Linked DNA regions of Mus musculus: regions 1 and 2 are each linked to region 3. Evidence: chromatin contacts called from public HiChIP or PLAC-seq and promoter capture Hi-C data. All regions are on one chromosome and are shown on one strand. Each heading gives the region's core, a stretch centred on a gene start, on an enhancer-like site or on the middle of the called end of the contact. The rest is flanking DNA. Distances are from core to core; before and after follow the strand shown. Region 1 overlaps Kif6 (kinesin family member 6). Region 2 overlaps Kif6 (kinesin family member 6). Region 3 holds the start of Kif6 (kinesin family member 6).

Evidence for each region. Promoter capture Hi-C pulls out the DNA fragments that hold promoters and counts their contacts. HiChIP or PLAC-seq counts read pairs in DNA pulled down with a chosen protein or histone mark.
Region 1: a contact with region 3 is called in a CTCF HiChIP or PLAC-seq map of the NIH/3T3 cell line, with 8 read pairs. The contact joins the enhancer-like site here to the promoter of Kif6 in region 3. A contact is called at or near these places in 1 of 15 datasets of contacts at CTCF or cohesin (the NIH/3T3 cell line), 4 of 484 Hi-C or Micro-C datasets (embryonic fibroblasts, nephron progenitors, olfactory sensory neurons and 1 more) and 3 of 9 other capture datasets (adipose tissue, liver and pancreatic islet).
Region 2: a contact with region 3 is called in a promoter capture Hi-C map of the 3T3-L1 cell line, with 2.2 times the contacts expected there. The contact joins the enhancer-like site here to the promoter of Kif6 in region 3. A contact is called at or near these places in 2 of 39 promoter capture datasets (both in the 3T3-L1 cell line) and 2 of 484 Hi-C or Micro-C datasets (nephron progenitors and olfactory sensory neurons).

Annotation. Positions count from the first base shown.
Region 1 is chr17:49,749,466-49,753,916 of GRCm38.p6, reverse strand. Kif6 (kinesin family member 6) reads right to left here. Exons shown (of 23, transcript NM_177052.3): 11 at 1-95. Among named protein-coding and RNA genes, the nearest start is that of Gm16555, 70 kb to the left of the region's middle. Within about 2 kb of position 2,811, at least 40 of the 459 cell types and tissues checked have an H3K27ac peak or open chromatin away from gene starts, as enhancers often do. A contact at or near this core is called in the NIH/3T3 cell line and embryonic fibroblasts, where this site is marked.
Region 2 is chr17:49,777,788-49,781,983 of GRCm38.p6, reverse strand. All of the region lies in intron 13 of Kif6 (kinesin family member 6), which reads right to left. Among named protein-coding and RNA genes, the nearest start is that of Gm16555, 42 kb to the left of the region's middle. Within about 2 kb of position 2,748, at least 24 of the 459 cell types and tissues checked have an H3K27ac peak or open chromatin away from gene starts, as enhancers often do.
Region 3 is chr17:49,613,911-49,618,160 of GRCm38.p6, reverse strand. Kif6 (kinesin family member 6) reads right to left here and starts at 2,989. Exons shown (of 23, transcript NM_177052.3): 1 at 2,859-2,989. The coding sequence starts at 2,924.

The DNA of each region.
Region 1 (4,451 bases), core at 1,562-4,061, 140 kb before region 3:
GAAAACAGTGATGGATTTTACGCATATCAGCGCCAACTTCCAGTCGACTCTCTGGATCTTGGTCTTCCAAATAGGATGCTATTAGTTTTTCCAACCTAAAAAAAATACATAATGCATGAGAAGCAAGAATGAGCTAGGAACCTTAGGAAACCTGATGACCTGACTTGCGTGCAGAATATTTGGAGTACAGACGATGGGGCCCATATTTTCTTAGAATTCATTACTTGATCTGACTGTGAAAGGGAAGGGGGTGAAGCATATAGATAAAGGGAAATCTGTAATCGTCTAATTACTTGGCTAATTTCCGGTGAATGCTCACATGCGAGTCTCCATATAAAAGCCATCTGAGGGGCTGGAGAGATGGCTCAGTGGTTAAGAGCATCCTCTGTTCTTCCAGAGGATCTGAGTTGGGTTCCCAGCACCGATGTTTAGTGGCTCACAACAACCTGTAGCTCAGCTTCAGGGCATCCAAATCTCTCTTCTGGCCTCCAAGAGCACTACATGCATGGCCACATTCATGCTTGTGTATGTGCACATGCAGATACATGCAATTAATTTTTTTTTAAGTTAAGTCCTTAGATTTCTGTAGGCTTCCCACCCCAGCCACACTGAACCTCTTTGCCTCTGTGCTAAGCTTCCACATCATTAGGGGAAGTAATAGAGTAAATAACTCCTTCATTAGCATCATCAAAAGTGCATGGTACTCAGCCGCAGCTGGCCTCTGCCAGTGTTCCTCATTGCCTTTTGATCTCCACGGTGGGCTCTGGCTCGTCTCAATCTTCCCATGATCCCCCAGGTCTGCCACTGAACTTCCCCTGTGGACCAGTGAGGTGCCCTCTGACGGTGTCAGGCACCTGTGTAAAAGGCTCGCAGGAAGACATGGAAACAAAACCCAAGCTGCTGCCATGGACCTGTGCACTCTGTCCATCCTGGCGATGGCCCTGCCTGAGCAACCAGGCTCTCTCCACACTTTCAGCCGTAATTTGATAACACACTCCCTTCTTCTCAAGGCTATCCTCTCTTCCTTGTGTGCCTTGACATCCTCATCACTATTCTGGACAGACTTTCTTCTCTCTACTTTCAATACTTTTCAGGTTCTTCCTATTCTTACATACACACAGACACACAGACACACAGACACAGACACACACACACACACACACACACACACACACACACTTTAAAAGGACCTCCCTTTGGGGAGGAACAGCCAACCACTGTATCCCATGCTGTCAATGTCATTTGCAGTGTTTCCTGTCCCCATAGCATTCTAGAATCTGTGAATGTACCTGACTATCCTGCTCTCCAACTCACCGTACTTCGTAAGAATGACAACAGGTCTGGAAAGATGTCTCAGTCACTAGGGTGTTCATGGTGAAATCAAGAAGCCTGCATTCAGAACTCCAGCAACCGTGTAAAAAGTCAGCAATGAGGGTGCCTGCCTGTCAACCCCAGCTCAGGGTAAGTGAAAAAGAAGGATACCTGTACCAGTTAGTCCAGCTCAACTGGCAAGCTCCAGGTTCACTGAGAGACCCCCGTATCAAAATATAAGGTGGGATGTGATAGAGGAAGAAAAAATAACATGGACTTCTGGCCTCTAAATACATACTTGGGCATGTGTGTACACACAGTCCCACACATGTGCATGCATATGAACACACACACACATACACACACACACACACACACACACACACACACATACACGATAAGGAATGATGAGATAATTCTTGGTGCTTTTTGTCCCACCACCAACATTAGACGCTCAGTGCAAATATATAGGATAGTAGATGGATTCATTTCATGGATTCCACTCCCTCTTGTTGACCCTAACCGAGGAAAGCAGAAGGCAGAAGGATCTTGGTCAGTTTCTAAGCTGCCAGGCCCCAGAGCAGCCCTTCCATATCTTCCTAACAAGATGAAAATGTCTGCATACTTTCAATTTCTTTCCCATGGCCCACACTTACCTCCCACTGTTGTTATCGTCAGCCCCACGCAGCATATGATAATTTGTGTTTCAGATCAAACTTGGGTTTTGTTTCCATGTCTTCCTGAAAGCCTTTGACACAGATGCCCGACACTTTCAAATGTGAGATGATTTGTAGCGTTATTCTATTTTCTGATTTTATTTTGTTTTCCTGAAACAGACTCTTCTACCATAACCCAGGGTGTCTTCATACGCACTAGGTAGCTCAAACTGACCTCAAACTCAAGCCAATCCTCCTGTCTCAGCCTTCTGAGAGGACAGGCATGAGGCATCTCACTTGCCATTAACTAAGTAGTGACCTTTAAGGCTGCCTTCAGGTGCGACTTTCACATTTTATCTTAGTTTATAATTTTTGTTGCTGTGACAAAATACTCTGACAAAAACAACTTAAGGGAGAAAGGGCTTTAGTTTACAGTTCAAGGCGCAGCTCATCATGGAGGGAGGGTCAGAGTCAGGACAGTGGGAGCGTGAATCCACACTGCATCCATCTTATGGAAATGGAAAGAGCTGAGTCTACTGCTGCTCAGCACCACACCTCCATTTTAGATTATCAAAGAATCCTGCACAGGAAATGGTCCTACCTACAATTTAGATGGTCCTTCCCACATCAATTAACATAGTCAAGGTGGTTCCCGCCCCTCCCCACTCAGGCACACTCAGAGGCCTCTCTCCCTGGGAGCTTTAGTCTGTCAATTTGACAGCCCTAACCATCACCCCATTTATGAATTGACTTTTGTTGTTGTTGAACACGCCTACAAACTGCCAAGTCCACAGAGAATTGTATTGATGACTCATGGTCGTTACTATGAGTTGTTGCTATGATAAGATACCCAGAGGAAATGCAAGTCGGGGAGGAAATGTTTGTTTTGACTCATGGTTTAAGGAGGGTCCAGCACATCATGAGGGGAAAAGAATGGAAACAAGAATCTAAGGCCTGCGGCTGGCTGGTAGCCAGGTAGCTTCAGAACACACTGTACATACATACTGGAAGGAGAAGAGGGGAGAAGGAGAGGGAGAGGGGGAGCGGAAGGGGGAGGGGGAGGGAGAGGGAGAGGGAGAGGGAGAGGGAGAGGGAGAGTATAGGAGGTGAAGTCCACTTAGAGACCCTCAAAACCCAGTGAAGCACCTCCTCCAGCAAAGTTAAAACACAACTGATGAAGGCTCTTGAGAGGTCTGTAACTCAACCTTGCTGATTGTGATTTTGGGTTCTCATGGTGCCAGTTTCTTTAAAGGTGTGTCCACCTTGCTGTGTTCAAACAATATCCCTTCAGCAGACCTAGAGATGCTTAGCTTAGCATTTAGGACACAGGGGGAAGAGATCAAAATAGCTGACTCGGAGGCCTGGAAGCTGCTGCATGCAGATCTCATGCTGGTGGAGACACAGCCGGGGACATCACTGTCTCTGGGCTCTCTAGAGCTGCATAGTCTATGTTGTGAGTAGTAGGTTATTTGGCTCATGCCTTCTGCAGATGCTTGGCTCGGGATGACCTCTTGGCCATCCAGGTCCTGTTGGGATCCTAGCCTACAGGTGTCCATCTCAAAGTTCTCTGTGGATGAGGAACTGCTAGCTTACCTGTAGAGTGTAAGCAGTTTCAGTGAGATGCTGTTGATGAAGCAGGGCTATTACAGGTAGCTGCCATTATCTGCTGTTTCTGTCCCTCAACCTTTACCCTCACCTGCTCTCATCCGGCCCCTCCTTTCCTGGCAACTTTAAAAAATTTTTTTGAAGTTTTTTTCTCCTTCCTTCCTTCCTTCCTTCCTTCCTTCCTTCCTTCCTTCCTTCCTCCCTCCCTCCCTCCCTCCCTCCCTCCCTCCCTCCTTCCTTCCTTCCCTCCCTCCCTCCCTCCTTTGTTCCCTCCCTCCCTCCATCCCTCCCTCCCTCCCTCCCTTCTTTTTATCTTTTTTAAAATTAAATATTTTCTTTATTTACATCTCAAATGTTATCCCCTTTCCTAGTTTCCCCTCTGAAAACCCCCTATCCCCTCCCCCCTCCTCTTGCTCGCCAACCCACCCACTCCCATTCCTGGCCCAGGCATTTCCCTATACTGGGGCATACAACCTTCACAGGACCAACAGCCTCTCCTCCCATTGATGACCAACTAGGCCATCCTCAGCTACATATACAGCTAGAGCCATGAGTCCCACCATGTGTTTTCTTGGTTGGTGGTTTAATCCCAGGGAGCTCTGGAGATACTGGTTAGTTCATATTGTTGTTTCTCCTATGGGGCTGCAAACCCCTTCAGCTCCTTGGGTCCTATTTCTAGCTCCTTCATTGGAGACCCTGTGCTCCGTCTACTAGATGGCTGTGAGCATCCACTTCTGTATTTGTCAGGCACTGACAGAGCCTCTCAGGAGACAGTTTTATCAGGCTCCTGTCAGCAAACTCTTGTTGGCATCCACAACAATGTCTGGTTTTGGTGGTTGTTTATGGGATGGATCCCCAACTGGGGCAGTCTCTGGATGG
Region 2 (4,196 bases), core at 1,499-3,998, 160 kb before region 3:
ATAGCGACATTCCTCTACCCACCCGCTTCCTGGGTTCAAAGAGTGCTCATTCAAAAAAAGTCACCCTGGCCATTACCAGAACCTGCAATGCAAATGTGCTATTGTTAGAGGCGCTTAGAAGCTGTCTTGAGAGTTAACAATTACCAGGTATTCCTTGTGACTCTTGTAACTTTACACTTCCTTGTGACTCTTAACTGGTATCTTTGGTATCTTCCAACAACGCCCTCCCCACTTCCTTGAGTTTCGGTTTCTTCCTTTAAATACCCCCTTACCCAGCTACTCGGGGTGCCACGGTCCTCTACCCCTGCGTGGTGTATGACCATGGGCCCGAGAGCGCTCTTGAATAAAAATCCTCTTGCAATTTGCAGCAAGACCCGTTTCTTGTGGGTGATTTTGGGGTGTCGCCTCTCCTGAGTCAGAACGTGGGGGAGCCCTCACATTGTGGGTCTTTCAATTACACCACATTTCCCACGTGGCATCACACGCTAGGTGGCAGAAGGCTCCAAGACAAAGGAAGGCAGAGTGGATTGGGAGACTTATGTACTAGTTCCTTATTTGTTGCTGTGACAAAATACCACGGCCAAAAGCAACTTGTGGAAGGAGGAGTTCTTTTGAATGTGTGGTTCCACAGGATCAGTAAGATGGGAAGTCCATTAGAGTGGAGAAGTCGGGGCACACGGCAGCCAGCAGCCGATATGACGGAAGGCTAAGAGACCGAGTCTTCAAACCGGAAATAGAGAAAGTGGACTGGAAGTAGGAGGAGCCTAAGTTCGATCAAAGCCCACCCTTACCAAGTGGCTTCCTCTGGGAAAGCTGTCCCTTCCTCAGCCTTTCCAAATAGTGCCACTCACTGGGGCCACGTGATCAAATACTTGAATATTTGGGGGAACATTCTCCTTCAACGTACCATGACCCCCTCAAGGGGAACGAGAGATTTTTTATTGCAGATGAGAGCTGAGCCAGTTCTCACTTCTCTATTCAGGAGAGGAGTGAGGAGCTACCGAAGAAACAGGCGTGTCAGAAACAAAGGGGTTTTGGCTTAGTGTTTTTGCCAATCCAGTATGTGACTTTGTGCAGGTGCCACATGACCTTGCTCCACCAAGCCTTGGGTGTGTCATTTGCAAAGTACAGTGGTTGGTTTAAGGAATCAGTAGCATGTAGTTTTATGGGTGCTGGGATATGAGACAGAATATTATGAAATTATATTCTGCAATTAGAGATGATAACCCATAAGGGAAAGAAATTTTCATATTTCAACAATATTTCATCTGAGAAGACTCTGACATGCTCAGAAAGACAAACAAAAAACCCAAAACCCAAACTCAAATCAACACAAAAAAACCCCACAGGATGACAGGGATCACAAGTGCTGAGCTTAATGCCAGCAGTGGCTGGCTTAGCAGTCACTACATGTGTCAGGGTGGGGGCAGGGACTCTCTCTCTCTCTCTCTCTCTCTCTCTCTCTCTCTCTCTCTCTCGCTCTCTCTCTCTCACACACACACACACACACACACACACACACACACTCTCATTCCCTCTTCTACCTTAGGTCCACTTTCCAAAGATGGTCTCTACAATATCGCCCATCCCATGGACCACTCTCCAACACTGTCCCATTACTATTGTGGGATGGAGTGTTATTTCCTTTCCTTTGAGACTAGGTGGATCTGTGCATTGTCTGCCATTATCAGAATGTGACAGAAATGATTCCTTAGACCGTACTCTAAAGGCAGCAACAGTTACCGCTGAATTGCCAGGGAGACCTGCTAGCTGTTCCGGAAGCAACCTGTCTGCCCTGGTGCTGGGGGCAGCCATTCTGTGAGGAAACCACATTGCAACCATGTCTCCACATGGAAGGAAACAATATAAGGAGATCAAAATCCCTGTCTCGACACAAAAGCCAGAGCACTTAGCTAAGTACTCCTAAACTCCCCAGCCTGAGGGTTGAAAAGGTGAGTGTTATTTTAGCACCTGTTAAACCTGAGGGTGATCAGTTACTTATTGACAATTTAGATGTTTGGAGCTCTGGATGCCTGCACTCAGGGCAACTTGTGTAAAAAAAAACTTCTCTAACATCACACCACTGGCTTTAGGAGCAGGCAGTGGCAGGAGGCACGCCACTGGCTTTAGGAGCAGGCAGTGGCGGGACGCCAGAAGGACTGGCAGAGTCTGTTAGTGAAAGCTTGGGGTTCTGAGGAGACTCTTGGCAGAGCCAGACCAGGCATTCTTGGGGAAAGGCTTAAGAAAGAGGGGGGGATGTTATCTGAGCTGAGGAAATGAAACTTGTTATTTAGTAGGGAAAAGGCCTGTTGTGGTAATAGAAGAATCCACTCTACTCCCTGGTGGCAATAGCTCTTTGCTACTGCCTCAATACTCTGGATTCTCAAATGAAACACACACACACACACACACACACACACACACACACACACACACACACACAGTCTTATTTTAAAATATGTCTTAAGCAACTCAATGGCTGGGCAACTCCCAAACTACCACATTGTTAAATCCTTCTATCTGATACTCCTAAATTATTATTTACTAAAATCTATATTTCATCTTTGCTAGCCCAGGGCCAATCAGGGGAGGGGTCCCTGGGGCCGTGTTCCCCAGGCTCTTACATGGGCTGTATGTTTTTTCTCTGTTCTCTCGCTCTTGGGCCCGATCCTTGTCTCCCCAGTATGGAGATTCTAAAAACTCTTCTTCCCATGATTCCCTTGCCTAGGAAGTCGAAAGTCCTGCCTCTGTCTCCCTGCCCAGCCATTGGCTTCAGCAATTCTGAAGAGAACAGAGATCAGGCTAATGAGCTTGGGGCAACCCCCAGCATTCTTTCTGGAAATTTCCACAGCTAGACAGGCTTATCCAGGCCTCTTTTCCATGCCTGTACTAAAATCAGACAGGAGAAAGATGACTTAAGAAATACATGGATGAGCCTCTGAGGAGAGGCTGGGAGAATCCAAGAGAGGCTCCAGAATAATTTATTGCTCCAGGATAAGGTCCTTGAGTCTTAAAATGTGGCTTAGCCATATCTTAAGAAAGCCTCCAGGATAGGACTTTAAGATGCCATCCTAAGACCTCATGAAGAGCTTTAGTATTTCTTTGACCATTTCAGAGAGACAAAAGCTCTCTACAGGGTCAGAGGGTCATTCCTGGAGATACATAGACAATAGGATTTCTGAAGGTATTATGGGTATACCCCAAGACAGCTGCCAAGAAGGTCAGAAAGGAAGATTAATGGGTATGGATTACATCTAATGAAGACTACAAATGGATGAGCAAGAATCTCATATTGTATGTGTGTGTGTGTGTGTGTGTGTTGTATGCCTTTTCAGCAAGTTTTTCTTTTTTGACAGGGTCTTTCACCAAATCTGGAGCTCACTAATTCAATTGGGTGGATGGTGAGCTCCTATCTCCACTGCTGTGGAACTGGGATTATATATACTCCAAGCTGTGCCTGGGTTTTGACACGGGTGCTAGGGAATCTCAAGTTGGGTGCTCATATTTTCATGGCAGACACTCTATTGAATAAGAGATCTTTTAAGCTCACCCAAACACATTTAGGCTCTCATTGTGTAGCCATGGCTGCCGTGGAACTCTTCAGTCCAGGCTGGCTTTGAATTCAAAAGATAAGCCTTCTTCTGTCTCTTGTAGGCTGAAATTAAACGTGAGTATAACCATGCCCAACACTTTTAAAAAAATGATACTGTATTAGTGTGAGTTGAAGAAAATGAGGTAGGGAGACATGTAAACAGGCTTTGGGATCCTAGCCCTTTACAGATGCTTATGAGCCAAGAAGGATGCTCGGATGCAAAGAAGAGCCACCTCTTATGGAACAAGAAGGATGTCCCCTACATTGGAGCTAAGGATGGAGAGAGGGCAGAGCCAGGAGCCATAGAAAACACTTTTAAGATGCCAGAATGGAGTTCTACTGGACGACCTGAAGACATGGGCCTGGGTAGATTGTTCTAGATGTTCTGACCCAAATGTGTGTTGAATATCTGTCATGTAACCCCTCTTGCACGCGAGTGTCTATTGCAGCTGCTAAGGTAAGGTTCAGACTATCGACGGATGAGGGGTGGGGGTGGAAACCTGCCCTCACTGCTCTCCTGTGAAGTATGGGATTCAAGGTGAAGCATCCAAAGAAGCCCGTCTGGACCTGATTTAAATCTGGGCCTTGAGCCTGATGGTTTCTA
Region 3 (4,250 bases), core at 1,740-4,239:
AGGACACTTACTTTTTAGATAAAGAAGCCAAAAAAAATTCATTTTGTTTGCTCATTGTTCTCTCTCTCTCTCTCTCCACACCCTCCCCCCACCCCGTGTGTGTGTGTGTGTGTGTGTGTGTGTGTGTGTGTGTGTGTGTGTGTGTTACTTTTGAGATAGGGTCTCAGTGAAGGGTTGGCTGTCCTGGAACTCAATATGAAGACCTGGTTAGACTTGAATTCACAGAGACTCACCTGTCTCTGCCTCCCTGCTACTGAGATTGGAGGTGTGTGTCACCTCACCCAAATATTTTAAAAAAATTCCAAAACCAGGGTCTCATAAGGTAGTAACCAACACTAGCATGGTGCTCACTATGTGGCCCAGGCTGACCTCAAACTCACAGCAATCCTCCTGGTTCAGTCTCCTCTCACCCAGCTACCCCCACCACTGAGTGCTGGGATTTGCAGGTATGCGCCACCAGGCCTGGCCTAATCTATAAATGTGTATAGTTCAGTATGTAATGGCTCAAAGAGTTCGCTAGATCAAAACTCCTCACGAGCTCCCCAGTCTACCGCTGCCTGCCTCCTTCCCCATGGCCACCTGCTTTCTGACCACTAAGTAGCACAAAGGCTAAGGACCGACCAGAAGGTCAGTATTACATGTGCTTTCAAAGGTTTCTGTGATGGTGACTGAGGAGAGTCAGAGGCAAGCAAACCCAGGGGTTCCTCCCTATTGTTTCATTTCGCTTTCTTCCTTCCTTTCTTCCTCCCTCCCTCCCTCCCTCCCCTTCCTTCCTTCCTTCCTCCCTCCCTCCCTCCCTCCCTCCCTCCCTCCCCTCCCTTCCTTCCTTCCTTCCTTCCTTCCTTCCTTCCTTCCTTCCTTCCTTTCTTTTTCGAGACAGGGTTTCTCTGTGTAGCCCTGGCTGTCCTGGAACTCACTTTGTAGACCAGGCTGGCCTCGAACTCAGAAATCCGCCTGCCTCTGCCTCCCGAGTGCTGGGATTAAAGGCGTGCGCCACCACCGCCCTGCTTGTTTCTTTAAACATGGCTAATATTGGGCCTGTAGAGACGGCTCAGTGGTTAAGTGCACTTACTGTTCTTACAAGAAGGACCTGGGTTCAATTCCCAGCACCCAGGTGACAACTCAGACCATTTGTAACTCCAGTTCCAGGAAATCCAATGGTCTTTACTGGCCTCTGCAGGCACTGCATGCGTGTGGTACACATATGGACATGCAGTCAAAACTCTCCTACATATAAAATAAAAAGCAAGTTTTTAATGACTAATTTTTTTCTTTGGAGTCTTTTCCCATAACTTCTCCTGAATGTTTGTCATGAGATAAAGGGCCACTGCTGCTGCTGATGGCAGAGATATTATAATCTCTTTGTTTTAAGAATGTAAATTACCACCGGGCAGTGGTGGCGCACACCTTTAATCCCAGCACTCGGGAGGCAGAGGCAGGTGGATTTCTGAGTTCGAGGCCAGCCTGGTCTACAGTTTGAATTCCAGGACAGCCAGGGCTATACAGAGAAACCCTGTCTCAACAAACAAACAAACAAACAAACAAACAAACAAACAGAACGTAAATTACCAGAGACAGATTCTAAATTATAAGATGACATAATGTTACATGTTTACATACACACAACACTGAAACAGAATAGAGACAAAACATTGTTAACTGTACACTTATTCTACACATTTATAAATACGAACCAAATTGCCTGAATATTCACTTTGGGAGTCAGAAAAAGCGTGTGTGTGTGTGTGTGTGTGTGTGTGTGTGTGTGTGTGTGTGGTGTGGTGTGTGTGTTGGGGGGGTTGTTTGTTTTCTGAAGAGAAAATGTTATCTTCAAAAGCCTTAATGAAAACTAAACTCAGTGCCTTGCACCCCACAAATAAGAGGCAGGTTTGGATGGGAGAGGGAGAAAGATGAGTGGGGACATGGAGAGAGTTCAAAAGCAATTAAAGTTCTTGATACAGATGCAAAATTAACATTTCAAACTAAATGCAGGAGTAGTGGTGAACACCTTTAATCCCAGCGTTTCAGGGGCAGAGGAAGACAGATCTCTCTGAATTCAAGTTCAACCTGGCATAGTGAGACCCTGTCTCAAGACGAACAAACAAATTAAAATTAAAAGTCAGTTCCTGCTATTCACAAGCTGGGCACCCTGGCCATTTTACTTAACCTGTCACACAGTGTCCTCATGTGTAAAATGAGGACATTGACAAGAGTCCCCAGCAGAGGACCAGAAATAAGCCAGAAAAGTCAACTGGGGAGTGGTGGTTTCTCCAAACAGCAGCTGTGACCATGCTCACTCTGGAGGCAGAGAGGGAACGCCTATCTTCACCACCTTGGCAAACTTCTGGATTTCGTACACACCTCAAGAAGGCTGATCAGTGCTTTTCGGGGAGTGGAACATGTTTCTTGTGTGGGGACACATGGCACACTTAACAATGAATGCACGTCGAAACAACAACAAAGCGAAACAAAGGAAAACCCCTAACAGCAAAGCAGTTAGGTAAGAAAACCAGCAGGCCACGAAGTCAAGTGTGTGCACGTTTCTGAAATTGTGTAATCCTGCTAGGAGGGTGCATCACAATACTTGCCCACTGGTCGCCCTACTGGGGACAGGTCAGCCCCTGTTGGGAGCTCCGTGTGCAGGGCTGGGAGGCAGTGATCCAGAAGAGTGCAAGAAATACAGAGCAGGTGAGTGTGCAAACATGTCCACGTGCACGAGTGTGCTAGAGTGTGCTCACGTGTACGGGGCGCGGGGCTGAGGTTGTGGGCGGGCTCCGTCCTCCCTCGGGGCTGCAGTGTGCGTGACCGCCCCGCGCCGACTGCCCCACACGACCCACACCCGGCCCGATGGTCCGTACCCCTTGCTGCTGCTTCCGCACGGTGGGCTTCACCCTAGCGAAAATCTGGATCGTCTGCTTCACCATCACCAGCGGAGACTCCGCACTGACCCTTGACCTTTCCGAGTCCGGACCACCTAAAACTTCCTATTCCCACCTCCCGCAGACACCGCTGCCCTAGCAACAGTAACCAAAGATGCTACCCAAGCAGCACCGCGGCCCCGGGTTCCCGCCTCCTATCCCTAATTGGTCGTGGACTAAAAGGAGGGGCTGAGGGGCGGGACCGAGCAGGGATCGCCGCGCATGTCCGTGGGAGATGCTCTTGGGATGTGGGTTAAAGAGTTTGCAAGCCCGAGTGTGTCTATTTCCTTAACAAGTCCTTCCGCATTCCTTAACTCCTGTACGTCTCTCTGAAGTCAGTCTGCCGTTTATCACGCATTGCAGAAATGACCTTTTTTGGTTGAGATTCCCAAGCTGCTCTGAGTTCACTGGGAAACCATTGTGTGATAAAGCAGGTTCTCAACAGAAAAATCCCAGCCCGAGGGCAAGGGCAGTGCTGAGCTCCCTGTGAAGAGACTGGTTCCCATGTGAAACGTCTGGAAATGATGAGTTCCTGGGAGACAGCCTCCGAAAGCGTGCCCAGCCTCTACTCACCAGGAAAATGCAAATTAAAACCAAACTGCAATGTGACACAGACTGATAGTGGCTGAAAACTTTGTGATATACGTACATATGCATATACATGCACATATATACATATACATGTATACATGGGACATATATGTGTGTGACATATATCATATACATACATATACACACATATATGTACACATGTGTGTGTAGGGGGGGACAATACCAGGTGCCAATGAAGATGGAGGCGGGGGAGGGAGATGAATCACCCTTGGTTCACTGGTGAAGTGGGTAGTATAAAATACTACAACCGCATTGAAAAAAGGAAGTTTGGCTATTTTTTTTTTTGTTGTTGTTGGTCTTAAACAGGATCGCACAGTGTAGTCTATAATGATCCCCACCTCACCATCCTTTTCCATCAGAATCCCAAGTTCTGAGGGCACCTTCATTTCCTTCTTCAATTTGTCTGGGTTTTGCTTTTGGTTTTTGTTTTCCCAGAGAACGGAAGGTACAGCTACTTTGAGACCCACCAGCTGCACTTTGGGGACATTTAACCCAGAGAAATGAAAACTTGTGTTCACAAGAAAACCTGTGTGCGTTTTCTTAATTGGCGATAGTCCCAACCTACAGGCAAAGCAGAAGTCCTTAGAAAACCGTTTTAAAATGAATGAACCATTGATAATATGCAATAGCCTGAATGAACCCCCAGAATTAAAACAAAATCAGAAGTTAAATATTGAATGAGTCTCTTTATGTAACATTCTCTGCACATATATATGCAGA